5 separate regions of the Sus scrofa genome follow, and regions 1, 2, 3 and 4 are each linked to region 5. A link is a contact called in public Hi-C, HiChIP or PLAC-seq and promoter capture Hi-C data. All regions are on one chromosome and are shown on one strand. Each heading gives the region's core, a stretch centred on a gene start, on an enhancer-like site or on the middle of the called end of the contact. The rest is flanking DNA. Distances are from core to core; before and after follow the strand shown. Region 1 holds the start of MOB3A (MOB kinase activator 3A). Region 2 holds the start of JSRP1 (junctional sarcoplasmic reticulum protein 1). Region 3 holds the start of TCF3 (transcription factor E2-alpha). Region 4 holds the start of PLEKHJ1 (pleckstrin homology domain-containing family J member 1). Region 5 holds the start of CSNK1G2 (casein kinase I).

The links. Promoter capture Hi-C pulls out the DNA fragments that hold promoters and counts their contacts. Hi-C and Micro-C count contacts between places; a contact is called where the count stands out from the background. HiChIP or PLAC-seq counts read pairs in DNA pulled down with a chosen protein or histone mark.
Region 1: a contact with region 5 is called in a Hi-C map of subcutaneous adipose tissue, with 3 times the contacts expected there. The contact joins the promoter of MOB3A here to the promoter of CSNK1G2 in region 5. A contact is called at or near these places in 1 of 5 promoter capture datasets (fetal liver), 5 of 47 Hi-C or Micro-C datasets (blood, embryonic fibroblasts, psoas muscle and 2 more) and 2 of 2 datasets of contacts at active chromatin or transcription factors (alveolar macrophages and skeletal muscle).
Region 2: an H3K27ac HiChIP or PLAC-seq map of alveolar macrophages shows a contact between it and region 5. The contact joins the promoter of JSRP1 here to the promoter of CSNK1G2 in region 5. A contact is called at or near these places in 1 of 47 Hi-C or Micro-C datasets (liver) and 1 of 2 datasets of contacts at active chromatin or transcription factors (alveolar macrophages).
Region 3: a contact with region 5 is called in a promoter capture Hi-C map of fetal skeletal muscle, with 3 times the contacts expected there. The contact joins the promoter of TCF3 here to the promoter of CSNK1G2 in region 5. A contact is called at or near these places in 3 of 5 promoter capture datasets (fetal liver, fetal skeletal muscle and liver), 1 of 47 Hi-C or Micro-C datasets (embryonic fibroblasts) and 1 of 2 datasets of contacts at active chromatin or transcription factors (alveolar macrophages).
Region 4: a contact with region 5 is called in an H3K27ac HiChIP or PLAC-seq map of alveolar macrophages. The contact joins the promoter of PLEKHJ1 here to the promoter of CSNK1G2 in region 5. A contact is called at or near these places in 1 of 5 promoter capture datasets (fetal liver) and 1 of 2 datasets of contacts at active chromatin or transcription factors (alveolar macrophages).

The regions. Positions count from the first base shown.
Region 1 is chr2:76,474,145-76,476,844 of Sscrofa11.1, forward strand. It overlaps MOB3A (MOB kinase activator 3A), which reads left to right and starts at 1,253. Exons shown (of 5, transcript XM_021084201.1): 1 at 1,253-1,629. It overlaps IZUMO4 (izumo sperm-egg fusion protein 4), which reads right to left and starts at 1,083. Exons shown (of 10, transcript XM_003123021.2): 1 at 812-1,083; 2 at 644-724; 3 at 457-528. The coding sequence starts at 1,025.
Region 2 is chr2:76,421,064-76,423,763 of Sscrofa11.1, forward strand. It overlaps JSRP1 (junctional sarcoplasmic reticulum protein 1), which reads right to left and starts at 1,342. Exons shown (of 8, transcript XM_021084195.1): 1 at 1,140-1,342; 2 at 778-824; 3 at 1-143. The coding sequence starts at 1,327.
Region 3 is chr2:76,857,640-76,860,339 of Sscrofa11.1, forward strand. TCF3 (transcription factor E2-alpha) reads left to right here and starts at 1,440. Exons shown (of 21, transcript XM_021084225.1): 1 at 1,440-1,731.
Region 4 is chr2:76,403,793-76,406,500 of Sscrofa11.1, forward strand. PLEKHJ1 (pleckstrin homology domain-containing family J member 1) reads right to left here and starts at 1,378. Exons shown (of 6, transcript XM_003123020.6): 1 at 822-1,378; 2 at 671-738; 3 at 445-511. The coding sequence starts at 915. SF3A2 (splicing factor 3A subunit 2) reads left to right here and starts at 1,090. Exons shown (of 9, transcript XM_021084193.1): 1 at 1,090-1,576.
Region 5 is chr2:76,608,342-76,611,041 of Sscrofa11.1, forward strand. It overlaps CSNK1G2 (casein kinase I), which reads right to left and starts at 1,290. Exons shown (of 12, transcript XM_021084209.1): 1 at 1,000-1,290.

The DNA of each region.
Region 1 (2,700 bases), core at 3-2,502, 130 kb before region 5:
TTTGGTTTTTGTGTTTTTGGGGGGTTTTTTTAGGGCAGCATATGGAGGTTCCCAGGCCAGGGGTCGAATTGGAGCTGTAGCCACTGGCCTAAGCCACAGCAATGCAGGATCCTAGCCGAGTCTGCAACCTACGTCACAGCTCACAGCAACGCCGGATCCTTAACCCACTGAGCGAGGCCAGGGATCAAACCCGCAACCTCATGGTTCCTAGTCGGGTTCCTTTCCGCTGCACCACGACGGGAACTCCCAGGGAGCAGACTTTCTCCCCACTTTCTGTCCTTTCTGAGTTCCAACACCCAGCTGCATCATGCCAGATCCCTATTCACATGGCTCTAGTCTCAGCCAGGCCCTGGCTGGAACCTGGGCCTAGGCCTAGAAAGAGGCAAACACTCCTGTGGTCCTGGGTCCTCAGGCTCTGGGCAGCATCCTCCATCCCCGAAGCCCTTATTTGCTCACTTTCGATGATGGCATTCTGGATGAGGTGCACCTGCTCCCGGAAGATAGCTCGCAGCTCGTTGGGGAAATACCCTAATGGGGGGAGGCAGGAGGGAGAAGGTCAGGGGCAGGTGGATGGGTCAGCGTGAGATGCCCTGGGGCCGCGGGGTTGTTCCTCGGTTTCCCACTGTGGCGGCCGCCCCCTTACCCGGGAAATACATCTTTCCCTGGTACAGTTGATCCATTCTCTTGTACACGGCGTTTGCCACTTGGTTCAGTTTCTCCCGGGCTGGGGGTGAGAGGAGAGTTGTGAGAGAGGCCTGGCCCAGGGTCTGGTTGGGCGTGGAGCGCGTGCAGGCAGGGCCGGGGTACTCACTGATTTCCGCGGGGATGGCCAGATGCAGCTCCTTCATCGTGTCCTGGCTCCAGTCGGTGAGCAGCGAACCCGACACAGGGATGTCGCCCACCCACCAGGACTTGAGGTTCACGTGATGGCGGTAGAAGGAGAACTTCTCTGAGAAGTTGCCGTGGCAGTGCAAGCAGCCTCGGGCCAGCGCAGCTGTCAGGCCCAGGCACAGCAGCAGGGCCATGGCCCGCCCCCACCGCCCGCCGCCCGCCGCCCGCGCCCACCGCCCACCGCCCACCACCCGCCGCCCGCCGCCGGCCAACCGACGGCGCCCCTCGAGCCACGCCCCTCTGCCGCGCACCAACAAACGGCGCCCTCGTGCCCCGCCCCCATCGCTCACCAACCAACCGCTCTCTTGTGACATAGCCTCGCCCTCTCCCGCCCCCTCGGCGTAGGCCCGCCCTCGCAACTGACTAGCGACTTCCCACCGCCTACTCCTCTTTCAAGCCACGCCCACCAACCTCAGCTCCCAAAGAGGGCTCCACCCCTCTATTGGCCCCGCCCCTGACCGCGCTCCACGCAGGCGTTCTCGGCCCGCTCAAGCTCCTCCTTCCACGGCGGCCCCACCTCGAGGCCCGGTCCAGCGCTCCGGGCACTCAGCTGCTCCGCCCGCGGGCAGTCTCCGCTCCACTTCCGGGAAGGCCTTGGACAGGAGCGGAAGTATATCCGGGGCGGGGCAGTGGTGCGCGGAGTTTTTCCGCGGCGGACGGCGAGGCAAGGCTGATTGGAGCCCCGGGGGCGGAGTCTGGCGACGAGAGTGGCCAGATCCTTCGGACAGCAGGCGGCAGGTGGGTCCTCGGAGGTATGACCGCGGGCGGTGTGAAGGCTGGGTCCCTCAGAGGGGTGAACGGTGGTAGAGGCGAGGGAGGCCGGGTCCTTCAGAGAGGGCGACCGCGGGCAGGGCGACCTCAGGAGGTACGACCGCGGGCGGCGGGGAGGCCGGGCCCTTAGGGGCGGGGGACAACCGCGGAGGACCAGACAACCGGGCCCCTCAGGGGGGTGAACAGTGGTGGAGGGGCAGGAGCCGTGGCGGCCCTTGGTCCAATTAGCGGTTACAAATGTTACTTTAGGTCACCCCTGGTTGTATCGCTGATCAGGACCCCACCTCCTGATGGATGGAAAGCCCACAGAATTTTAGGGCCCCCAGCCCACTGGGACACCTGCCCTCTGCAAGCAGGCTTCCTTGTCCCAAGAGTCCCTGAGCAGCGGGCAAGGGCTGGGCGGCAGGTGTCGGCACTGACTACCTGGTGACTCCACAGCTCTGTCTCTGAACTGGCTATAGGGCTTGTATTTGCTTTCAATGGCCGAGTATTTTACAAAACGTCGCTGAAAAGGGAAGGAGAGGTGATTGAAAGATACGCAGAGTCACAGGCTCTTTGTAAATAAATGACCAGTGATTCTCCCACTGAGAGAGCCACTGCTCATTTGGGGGTAAGAGTCTCCCAGAATTTATTCACAGGAGCTTTCTGCCCCTTGGATTTCTTTCTTTTTTTTTTTTTAAACCTTTTTATAGAGGCTCAGTAGACTTGCAGTGAACTGCACACATTCAAAGCATACAGTTGGATAAATTGTGGCATGGGATTTGTATCTCATACCCCACTGCCTGCCTGCACTTTGTGATTTTGGATTTGCTTCTGTTACACTTGGCCTCTGTCAGCCGCTTCTTCATCCCACTCTCCACCCAGCATAAAAGTTCAGGGGCTCTTTTTAGCCCATTTCACGGACTCAGCACTGACTGATGCCATGGATGGACAATGTCAGAACAGAGCACTGCCGCCTCCGGAAGCCCTGAGTGCCTGGGGGCATACTCCCCCACCCCAAGTTATGGTAGCCTGTCGGTGTCTGTGGTACTGATCATG
Region 2 (2,700 bases), core at 92-2,591, 190 kb before region 5:
GTCCTCCCGGGGCTGGCCTGGGCAGGGGTCAGCCAGTGCAGAGAGGTCCTCATCCACTGGGCAGCTGCCCAGGCCTCCATCCAGCTCTTCCAAGGCCCTGGTTGTCATGGAGATGTCTGAGAAGCAGCAGGTCCAGGGTAGGGCTGGGGAGAGTGGGGAAGAAGCAGCCTACACTTGCTGAGCCCCTGCTAGGGGTCTGGGCCTGACCTGAAGAGAAAAGGGGTCCCTCCTCTCCCATCCCCACAACAAGCCCTGGCTTTTCTCTCTGCCTGGAGCCCTCTTCACTTGGTAAATTCACACTCAGCAGGATATGGCCCAGCAGCCAGGAACTCTTCCTGACCCCTTAGGCCGGCATTGGGACCCCTCCCGATAGGCCAGCATCTCTGAGGCCCCAGCATTGCTGAGTACAGGGGCTCCTGGGCCCCCAGAGTGGGCTGAGTCCTGCCCTTGGTCACACAGAGGTGAGCAAGGAGCCCAAACCGGAACCCTTGGCCCCAGGGTCGGCTCATGTTCTCTGAGACCAGGGACTATTTTTATCCGGTGGCCAAGGCCAGTGGGACCAGTCAACATGCGGCCCATCCCCTCCCAGGCCTTTGCCCCCCTGGGGTCTTCCTTTGGACCATCCTCACCCACAATTCCTGGCACCCAGCCTCCCCTGGACCCTCTAAGTCTGGGAGCTGAAGGCCCAGCAGCAAGGACTAGCCTTGCTCTGGCCATGACAGGAAGGCCAGGGGCGGGGGGTCCCAGGGCTCCTGACCTCAACGCTGGGGGTCCCACCTCCTCTGGCTGCCTTTGCTCCCGTAGGGCAGGTGAAGAAACTGAGGCTGGAGACAGAGGCATGGGCCTGAGGTTGTGCAGAGCTGGAGTCAAACTTGCCTGTTGGCCTCCCATCCCTGCTTTTTGGGGTTCCCAGTGCCTCTGGCTTAAGCATTAATGTGACTCATATCTGGACTGAGAGGGAACCCCTCCCTGGGGCAAGAGCAGATGGTGGGGGAGGGGCCTGATGGGGGAGGGGAGTGTGCCCCTACGCGGTATGAGGGCAGCCACAGGATTTGGGGACCCCTATGGACCTTGGATGCCTTCCTAGATCCTGGGGTGGAGGGCCCACCTCTGCCCAGGCCTCCCTCTGCCCCTCTTACCCCACAGCCGCCACGCTGGGCCTGGTGGTCAGGATGGAACACAGGCAGGGTGGCCGGAGACAGGCAGTAACAGGTGGTTGGAGGCCATGGGGTGGGCCAATCAGCTCTCGGCCACAGTGGGAGGGGGAGGAAGTCTGGCTTGAGGTCCCTGCTGGGGTGCACCCCCTCCTTGGAGCAGGACCAGGCATTTGCCAAGGGGTGGCCCCGCCCCCACTGGCACAGAGCCACAGCCAGGCTGGCCCCAGTGACCCTGGGAGCACTGCTTCCTGTCTAGCAGCCTCAGAAAAGAGGGTCCCAAAGGTAAGACCACCCACAAAGTGTGGTCATCTTGCTTTTATGATCACCGACTGTGTCTCAGGAGCCCAAGGGCCATCAGGGGAGGGCTTCCTGGAGGAGGACAACACCACTGAGGGGAATCTGGGCTCTGCTGGCTGAACTTGGCTAGGCACAGCTCAGAGGCCTTGGTTTCCTCATCTGGAAAGTGGAGTCACTTCCTCCCAGGGGACAGTGAGGCCAAAATGAGTTAATTTGGGTTAAACAACCACTGGATGACTCTGGGCTGTTTTTGTATCATCCCACCAAGTCATACACACATCCACACCTTGGTTCAGTCAATCATCAAACACACAGCACTCAGCGCTTTTGTTCTGTTTGGTTTGGTTTGGCCATGTACTGGGCATGCAAAGGTTTCCACCCAGGGTTCAAACTCATGCCACAGCAGTGACCAGAGCCACAGCAGTGACAATGCCATGTCCCTAACCTAGTAGGCCAACAAGGAACTCCCCATTTTTCTTTTTTATTAAACACTCTCTCTTGCCCACCACTTTGTCATTTTCTTAAAATAACAGTCTTTTTTTTTTTTTTTTCTTTTTTTTGTCTTTTTGCCTTTTCTAGGGCCGATCCTACAGCACATGGAGGTTCCCAGGCTAGGGGTCTAATCGGAGCTGTAGCCGCCGGCCTACACCACAGCAACGCGGGATCCGAACCGCATCTGCGACCTACACCACAGCTCACGGCAATGCCAGATTCTTAACCCACTCAGCAAGGCCAGGGATCAAACCCACAACCTCATGGGTCCTAATCAGATTGTTAACCACTGAGCCACAACGGGAACTCCCTACAATAGCAGTCTTATCGGAACACAGTTCATTACCATACAGTTCACTCTGTAAAGTATACAATTCAGTGGTATTTAGTACCTTCCCACGGTTGTACCATTATCATCTCTATCCAATTCCATAACATTCCATCACCCCAAAAAGAAGCCCCATCCCCATCAGCAGTCACCTTCATCCACATCCCAGCCCTTGACAGCACTAACCCACTCTCTGTGTCTGTGGATGTGCCTGTTCTGGACATTTCCCATCCATGGAATCACACACTGCGTCCTTCTGTATCTGCTTCTCTCACTGAGCATCCTGATCTCCAGGTCCATCCACGTGGTAGGCAGTGAGTGTCAGGGCTTCTCTCCTTTTCAGGATGAGTGATGCTCCCACGTGTGGAGGGCACATGGTATGTGTCCTTTCACCAGGATCTGACAGGGTTGAGATTGGGGGAGGAG
Region 3 (2,700 bases), core at 190-2,689, 250 kb after region 5:
GGAGGGGGCTTTATTAGGCTCCTCCTGAGCTCCCCAATTGCCCCTGGGGCCTTCTCTACTTCCATTCCCCCCAGGATCCCCACTTTCCTTCCTTCCTTTCAGTCCTGTTCCCTGGATTGAGGGCAGCACTGAACTGAACTGGCTCAAGGCTCCAGAAGGGATGGAAGAGCCTTTGCTCCCAGGTAGGAATGAGCCAGGCAGATTCTAGAAGAGCAAGGAGGAGGCTGCTGTGTCAAGAGCCCATCCCTGGCCTGGAGGGGAGTGTAGCTTTCTCTCTGCGGACACAGGGGGCCATGACAGAGTGTGTTATTTTCATTTATAATAATTATTTCCAGGAGTTCCCGTTGTGGTGCAGCGGAAACAAATCCGAGGTTGCGGGTTCGATCCCTGGCCTTGCTCAGTGGGTTAAGGATCCGGCGTTGCGGTGAGCTGTGGTGTAGGTCACAGACTCAGCTTGGATCCTGCATTACTGTGGCTGTGGCGCAGGCTAGCGGCTACAGCTCTGATTAGACCCCTAGCCTGGGAACCTCCATATGCCATGGGAGCGGCCCTAGAAAAGGCAAAAAGAAAAAAAAATTATTTCCATCCTGTAGGGTCTGTGGTTTTCAAAAGCTGAAGAGCCTCTGGACGTGGGAGGGAACTGGGGATCTAAGTGACTCTCACAGACCAGTGAGAGTCAGAAGGTCTTAAGTCCTTGTCCAAACTCAGGCCAAGATCCCATTTTATCGACGAATAAACTGAGTCTCAGGCAGACAAAGGCAACCAGCAAGTCAGAGGCACAGAGTGGGTTCCACGGGGGGAATTTCTGACCCTGAAACAGAGCTGCATCAGTGACCCCACGGGAAAATAGGTCTGATTTATTCCTTCCAAGTCTGGAATGCCCGCTCGCAAGACCCAGCAGCAGGGGCCAGACCTAGGAACTCAGACACGACCAAGCCCAAAAGGCCGTGCGGCCGGCCATGCACACCTGAGAATAAAACTCCAAGCCCCACCTCCCCCATCGCTTCTCGCGGCCTCTCGCTCGGAGAGTCCCGCCTCCTTCTTTACCCGGACGCGCAGAGGGGAGGGCGGGGCGGGGCGGAGCCTGGTTGCGAACGGCCGGCATCCCCGCCAATCAGGCTTTCGCACCTTCCAATTGGCCTCGTCCGCTCGGCCTTCTCTTTCCATCGCTCGGTCCTTCCCGCTTGCGTCACGGCTATGCGGCCAATCCACGTGCGCCTCCGCTCTGGAAGATAGTCCCTGCCCCCACCTCATGCCGTTGGCCCACGATTCTTCGGATCGCCCGCTCCAGGCGCTGGGCTCCGCGGGCCCGCTGCCGCGTTCGGCGGGAGCGTGGGGCGGACGTGTGGCAGTGGGCGGCGTGCAAACCGCGGCGGAGGGATCCGCGGGCGGACGCGGGGCGGAGCTGATGAGGGGCGGGGCCTGTAGGGGGCGGGGCGCGGGTTGGGGGCGGAACATGTCTCCCGCCGCAGGAAGATGAGGCAGCGGCGGCGGCCGCGGGCGTAGCGGGCCGGACCGAGCCCAGCGACACGGCCGGCGGGCACCGCGGCCTCCGTTCGCGTCGCCTCCGCCAGTGCCCGGACCGCGGACGGTCCGCCGAGCGGATACGCGGGGAGCCGGGCTACGCGCCACCGCCCACGCGCGCCCCTCGGGGCCGCGACGCCCCTTTGTCCGGGGGGGCCGTTCATGTCGCCGCCCCCCGCGCGCTGCGGGCCGGGCCGCGCCGAGCAGGTGAGCGCGCCGGGACCCTCCGCCGCTCGGTGCCTGGCGGGCTGGGCCGCTCTGGGGTGCGGAGACTCCGAGCAGTGGCTGGCCGGGCGGGGGGCGGCGCGGCCGAAGTCATTGTTCTCCAACTTTGCGCGCCGGAGGGGGCAGGCGACGTGGAGGGCGCGCTCGGGCCCGCGCGCCCCCGCCAGTCGGCACTTGAGGAAAGTTTGCGGAGCCGGGCGGGGGCGCGGGGGGCGCCGCTGGGCTGCCCAACTTCGCGGCGGGGTAGCGGCGCGGGGCCCGCGGGCGCCCCCTCCCCCGGGGGCCCGGCCGGCGCCGGAGTTTGGAGGGGAGCGAGAGAGGGAGAAGGAGCGTCCTTTTGTCTGCGGGGAAGGTGCGCCGCGCCACTGCAGGCGGGGGCCGAAATCCTGGCCGGGGGCCGCATCTGCTCCGCGGTACGCGGGCACGGGCGGCGGCTGCTTCGGGGCGAGCAGCGCAGTGGCGGCGGCAGCGCCGCGAGCTTCAAAGGGCTCCCGGGCCGCGCCGCCCGCACCGGCTGCTGGGGGGGGGTAGGGTGGGGGTTGGTTTCCCGGGCCTCCTCCCACCCCTCCCCCCAGAGCGAGAAGTTCCTTGCCCCTCTTTCTCCCAAAGTGGTTTCGTACATCTTTTGAGTTCGCTTCGAGTCTCCAAAAGTCCTTGTGATACCCCAGAAGTGTCTCGGATCTCCTTGAAAAGCCTGTTTCAGTCTCCCCCACCCCAGGTCTGCCTTAAAATCGGTTTCAGCTACCCCACAAAAAAGTGCGGTTTCGTACTCCTCAAAAAAGTCAGTTTCACACGCCCTCCAAAGAAGAAAAAGCTTCGCGGAGGAGGGGGTGCTCTGGGGCATCCGTTTCACACCCGTCTCCAGTTGGCAAACAAAGCGGGGGTTTCTCCTTTTCTGATGTCGGGTCTTCCTCAACCTCGGAACCCCCTCTAACCCCTCGGTTTCTGCTT
Region 4 (2,708 bases), core at 128-2,627, 200 kb before region 5:
GGGTTCAATTCCTGGCCTCGCTCAGCAGGTTAAGGACCCGGCATTGCGGTGAATTGTGGTGTAGGTCACAGAGGCTTCTCAGATCTGTGGCGTAACCCAGCAGCTGTAGCTCCCATTCGATCCCTAGCCTGGGAACCTCCACATACCTGAGGTGCGGCCCTAAAAAGACAAAAAAAAAAAAAAAAAAAAAAAAACCAAAGCCAAAGACGCCCCAGAAGCTGAGAGAAGAGGCGTGAGACAGAGATGATTCTTCAGAAATACACAACTCTGCGCCCACTCTGATGTCAGACTTCTTGCCTCCCGCCCTCCTCGCTGCAAGCTCTGCCTGGGCCCCACGGGGAGGAGCCAGGGCGAGTGGGGCTGCTCGGGACAATGGACTTTGTCGGTAGAGATGCAAGAGGGGCCGGGGCGGGGCCGGGCAGCTTGGCCGCAGTTCGCACTCACTGATGGAGAAGCCGCTGGGCTCTTCCTGGGTGACTCTGCAGTGTTCCAGCAGCAGGGCTCCGACGGGCTGAGGGCAGATGGACGCGTAAGGGGCGGTGCGGGGAACCCTCCAGCCACCCAAGCCCGTCCCACGCCTCAGACCCCGGCCCCGCCCCCTGGCTCCGGTCCCCCCCCACGCCCTCGCCCCGACCCCCTACCCCCAACCCCGCCCTCCCCAGCGCCTAACCTCTGCCTCGTCCGTCCGGAAGTAGAAGAGGAAGTTGACCACCAGCTTCACCAGTCTCCGCTTCACCACTACGGGAACAAGGAAGGCTCGCGCGAGTTCGGTGGCTGCCCAGCCCCGCCTGCCGCCCGCTTGGGCGCCCCGGGCCGCTCACCGCTTCCTTTTTTCGGGCCCCTCATGCCCAGCTCAGCCGCCATCTCGGCCGGCTGCCGGGAGAGCGCCTGCAGCTCCTTCTCGTTAAAGCGCATGGCGCCGCCGGGACCCGGAACGCGGAACGAAAACCGCGCCTTACCGGCCGCCGTCCCCACTCGCGCCGTTGCCGGCGCCAAAAGAGTCCCACCGCACCGTTCCGGAAGCGCAGCCCGGGCAACTACGCCTGCGCGTTCTGCGGCCGCTCAGCCTGTCAATCACTGGTGCGTGTCAGTACAGTGCTGGGAGCCGCCTGGATAGAACGTGAACCCTCACGGGGCGCACGGGATAGTGAGCAAGGTGGACGGTTGCCATATACAACCATGCAATAAGGTGGCCCGCCACGACCCATGGCGCCCTTAACTGAAGCGACCTGGAGCATGCGAAGTGGAGGTGGGGCGAGACGCAACTCGCTATCCCGCGAGAGGTGGCCCCGCGAATTAGGCCCACCGAGAGAGGGTGGGGGCCGACGCGCACGCGCACTTCGGCTTCCGGCCCACACTCCCGGCTCGCCACTCACCTCCAGCATCCGGAACGTCTGCCCCGCGCCGCTAGGCGGGCTGGGCATGCGCACACGGAAGGCCCCGCCTCGCCTGCCCTCGGAAGTGCTTCCTTAGCCCTTGGCGCGCGTGCGCCTGTCGAAATTGTCGCGGCGGCTGTGGCGGCAGAATAGGCGGTTACGGTGGAGTCTGAATAGACTACGGCAGTGAGGCCGCGCAGGCGAGTCAGGAGCGGCGAGGGGCTAGGGCGGAGACCCCCGGGAGTTCCCTGGAGGGGAGAGGGCGAGGGGCGGTCGGCGGGGGCGCAGGCTGAGAGTGGGTGCCCGCTCCCCGCCCTCTCGGAGCTCGGGCCATAAATGCCGGTCCGGTAGGGCGGCAGCTCCCGAGGCGCTTTCCGTGTGCCCCGGCAGTCGCCCGTTGGTATGCTGGCCATGTGGTCTGGGAGTCACCTGGTTTCTGTAACGGGTGGGGGTGACGGCGAAACTCCTGGCACCGCACCCGAGGCCACCAGGGCCCGTTAGCCAGGCCCGTTTGGCAAGCGGTGCCACAAAGTTAAATGATTTCCCCACCTGTCACACTAGGTGCCCGATCGCTTCTTTTTTCTGTTCTTTTGTCAGCTCAGAACTACCAAGAGCAGCTTTGTAAATAACGTTATTCTTTTTGGCTGCGCCGGGTTTGAGGTTTCATTTCTATCTGCCACCCACCCTCTCCAACCTCGCCCTCCATATTCTGAATGTGGATATCGTGAGTTTTGTCAGATCGTGTTTTATTTTTTAGGGCTGAAAATAGTATTCGCTGTTCAGGCAAGCAATGTATTCAGCTGTATTGTTTTTCTTACGCTGTTTTTCCTATCGTCCTCCAAAGCTAATTAATTTCTTCTTTTCCTGTTAGCCTGATTTTCTTTGCCTGTTTTTTTTGTTTGTTTGTTTTGTTTTGCTTGTTTCTTTCTCAACGTGTCATTACTTCACACACTGATTAGTTGTGTTTTCCCACAGATTTAAACAAATGGATGGCTTTTTCTTTCTTTTTTTCTTTTTTTTTATGGCCGCACCTGCAGCACGTGGAAATTCCTGGGCCGGGGTCGAGTGGCAGCTGCAGCTGCAGCCTGTATGGCAGCTTGATGCAATGCCGGATCCTTAACCCATTGATTGAGGCCAGGGAGTGAACACAACCATCTTCACAGAGACAATGTTGGTCCTTAACACAATGGGAACTCCCACAGATGGATTTCTTTTTTCCTTTCTCCCATGGAAATTTCCCTCTTAAAGCTGGCCTAATCCTGCTTTTGGGACTGGAGCCCCCACTTTGCTTCTGAGTGGTTGTCCTAGAACCTTCTGTCCAGGTTACCCTGG
Region 5 (2,700 bases), core at 40-2,539:
TTTCCTGCAAACAATGCCATCCGGAGGCCAAGGGAATAACCCAGCTGCCCAAAGCCTACCCAGGATGATGCCCCAGACGTCACAGCAGGGCTTTCTCTAAGGCCCCCAGCCCTGAACGTGAAAGTGTCCCCTGAGAAAACTGGGGCAGAGAAGACAGGGGAAGTGCTGTCCCTGGCAGGGCACAGACGCTACACCCCCCCCCCATCTGAAGTGTTTCCGGAAAACAAAGCCGGTGGCGAGGGCGGAAGGGGGAGGCGCAGCCAGGCGAGAGCCAGGAGTTCCTGAGCAGCCCAAAACAGATCCTCCAGACCAGACCCCTCTTGCTGCTCCTCCCCTCTGCCCCCAGCCCCCGGCTCACCCCCAAATCCTGCAGAGCCACAAAGGGGCAAGTGTGCGGCAGCGTAGGCAGCAGCCATGGGCCCAGGAGAGAGAGCTGGAGGAATAGAAGGACATGGGAAGTGGACAGTGTGCTTGAGCACTAGGGAGCAGTGAAGAAGGGAGGAGGGGTGGGACTGAGGGAGAGTGGAGGACAACAAAGTCTGGAGCGAGGGAACAGTGAGGTCTGGAATACTGAGGTCTGGAATGAAGAATACTGAGGTCTGGAATGAAGAATCAGTAAGGAGCTGTGAGGTCTGTAGTGTGCGGATGAGTGGGAACGAGAGGTTGCAGGGCCTGATTTTGGGGGTCACTGGCAAGGTCTGGAGTACAGGGGAGAAGGGTTGGAGTCCAGAGTGTGGGGGCTAGTGGGCCATAGGGGCAGTGGGGTCGCAGTTTAGGGGTCAGTGGGAGAGCAAAGTCGGGAATGCACAGTTCCACAAGAGCAGAGTTAGGATTCTGGGGGCCCCTGGGGTGCGGGAATGCCGGGGGACCGGGGGTCTGCGGGATGCGGGGGTCCGAAGCGCGGGGTGTACGGGCGGCGGGATCCAAGGATCCGTGGGGGTGGGGCCGCAGGACCGGGGCGCGTGGCCGCACCGCCGGCGAGGGCGCGCGCGTCGTTACCTGACGGCCTCCGCCGTGGCTGTGGCTGTGGCTGTGGCCGTGGCCCCGCGGCCGGGCGGCCGGGCTGGGCGGCCCGGGCTCCCTCAGCAGCGCGGCGCGGGCCCCCGCTCCGGACCTTGTTCGCGCTCCGGCTCTGGCGCCCGCTTGGGCCCCCGCTCCCGCGCCGTCGGCGCCGGCCTCCGCATGTTGGGCGCGGGCCGTCCCCGCCGCGCGGGCGCCCGGCTCGCCCCGGTCTCACAGCGTCGCCCGCGGCCCGCGCTTACGCCGCCAGCGTCGCGGGGGAGGGCCTGGCGCCCACTGCGCAGCCGCCGGAGGCCGTAGGGCGCGCGCGTGACGTCACAGCGCGAGGCGGGACCCGGCGGCGCGCCCGCCGCTTTGCGGCAGCGGGCGACACTGCGCGACGGCCGCCACGCTTTGCGGCTGCTCCAGGGTGGCTGGGCCGCAGCCGGGGGGACCGCCGGAGGTGCGCGGCTGGGAGGGCGCGCACGGACGGGGAAGGAGCGGTCCCCAGTCAACCCTTCTGGGGGGCGGGGCTCTGGCCCGCGGTCTTGGCCCGCCCCCGCCGTTGCCATGGAGACGCGTGGCTGGTCACTGAGACACCGCCCCACCGCGCTTCTGTGGCGTCAAGGTCTCGCCACTTGACGTCACGGTCGGGCGGTGCCGCGGGCGTGGTCAGCGCGTGGATAAGCCAACTTCCGGGGAGTCCTGCGGCAGACTTGCTGGTTGGGGTGGGGAGAGCTGTGTAGAGTGATAGGCTAGCGACGGGGCGGTGCTTCTCCGAGCCAGAAGGAGCTGTGACATAATCGAGGAGCCAAGGAGGGTGTCACTCAAGGCACTGGTCCAACTGGACCTTCCGCCTGGGCCTGCCGCCTGAGCACAGGCCCTAGCAAGCAGCTGACGCTCAACAAGTGCAGTGTAGAGTACTTGCTCATATACTGTCAGTCCATCCTGGACCTAGAAAAAGCTTGGGTAGGGGGAGCTTGGCAAGAACCCCGCAGTGAGGCCCAGCATCACCCAGGACAGGGCCTACCCGCGTGGCCCGCGTGCCTCCTGCGGGGCATTTTTAGTGTTGAGGGAAACTCATCCATTCACGTCTTTATTAAATGCCTGCCAGCTGTTCTGAAAATAGAATGGTGAGCTAAACTCTTGGCACGGTTTCCCAGCGAGTTCTCAGTCCTGAGCGAGGGGATGGACAGGACAGTGAATAAATGGACATGACCGTTTCAGATGGTGTTATAAGCTTGCTTGGAGCAGAGTGACCAAGGGCCAGACCCTAAAGGCTAAAAGCTAGATTTGGCAGATGGAAGATTGCATGGTCTCTGATTTTTGTCCTGCTGTCCAGCAGACAAATTTGGGGAAGGAGAATTAAAGTAGAAGGAGATGGCAGAATGGCAACAGTTTAGGGCTTCTTCTGACCCAGTTCTCCTCTTTCAGCTCCACTTGCAATGTCACTACCTCCAGGAAGCCCAAGCTTCTTCCCCCATTGTCCTTTCTCGGTACAAGCTGACCCCTTCCAACCTGAGCCTTAACATAAAGGAGTGTGTTTGTTTCAAGTCACCCTCCTCCACCAGCCATACCAAACCAGAGACCACATCTGTTTTGCTCATTGCTGGGTCTGTAGGCACACACAGCAGGCACTCAGTCTGTGTGGTCACGGTGTGTGGTGAATAAATGAATGAAACAACTCCACAATCCTCCCAG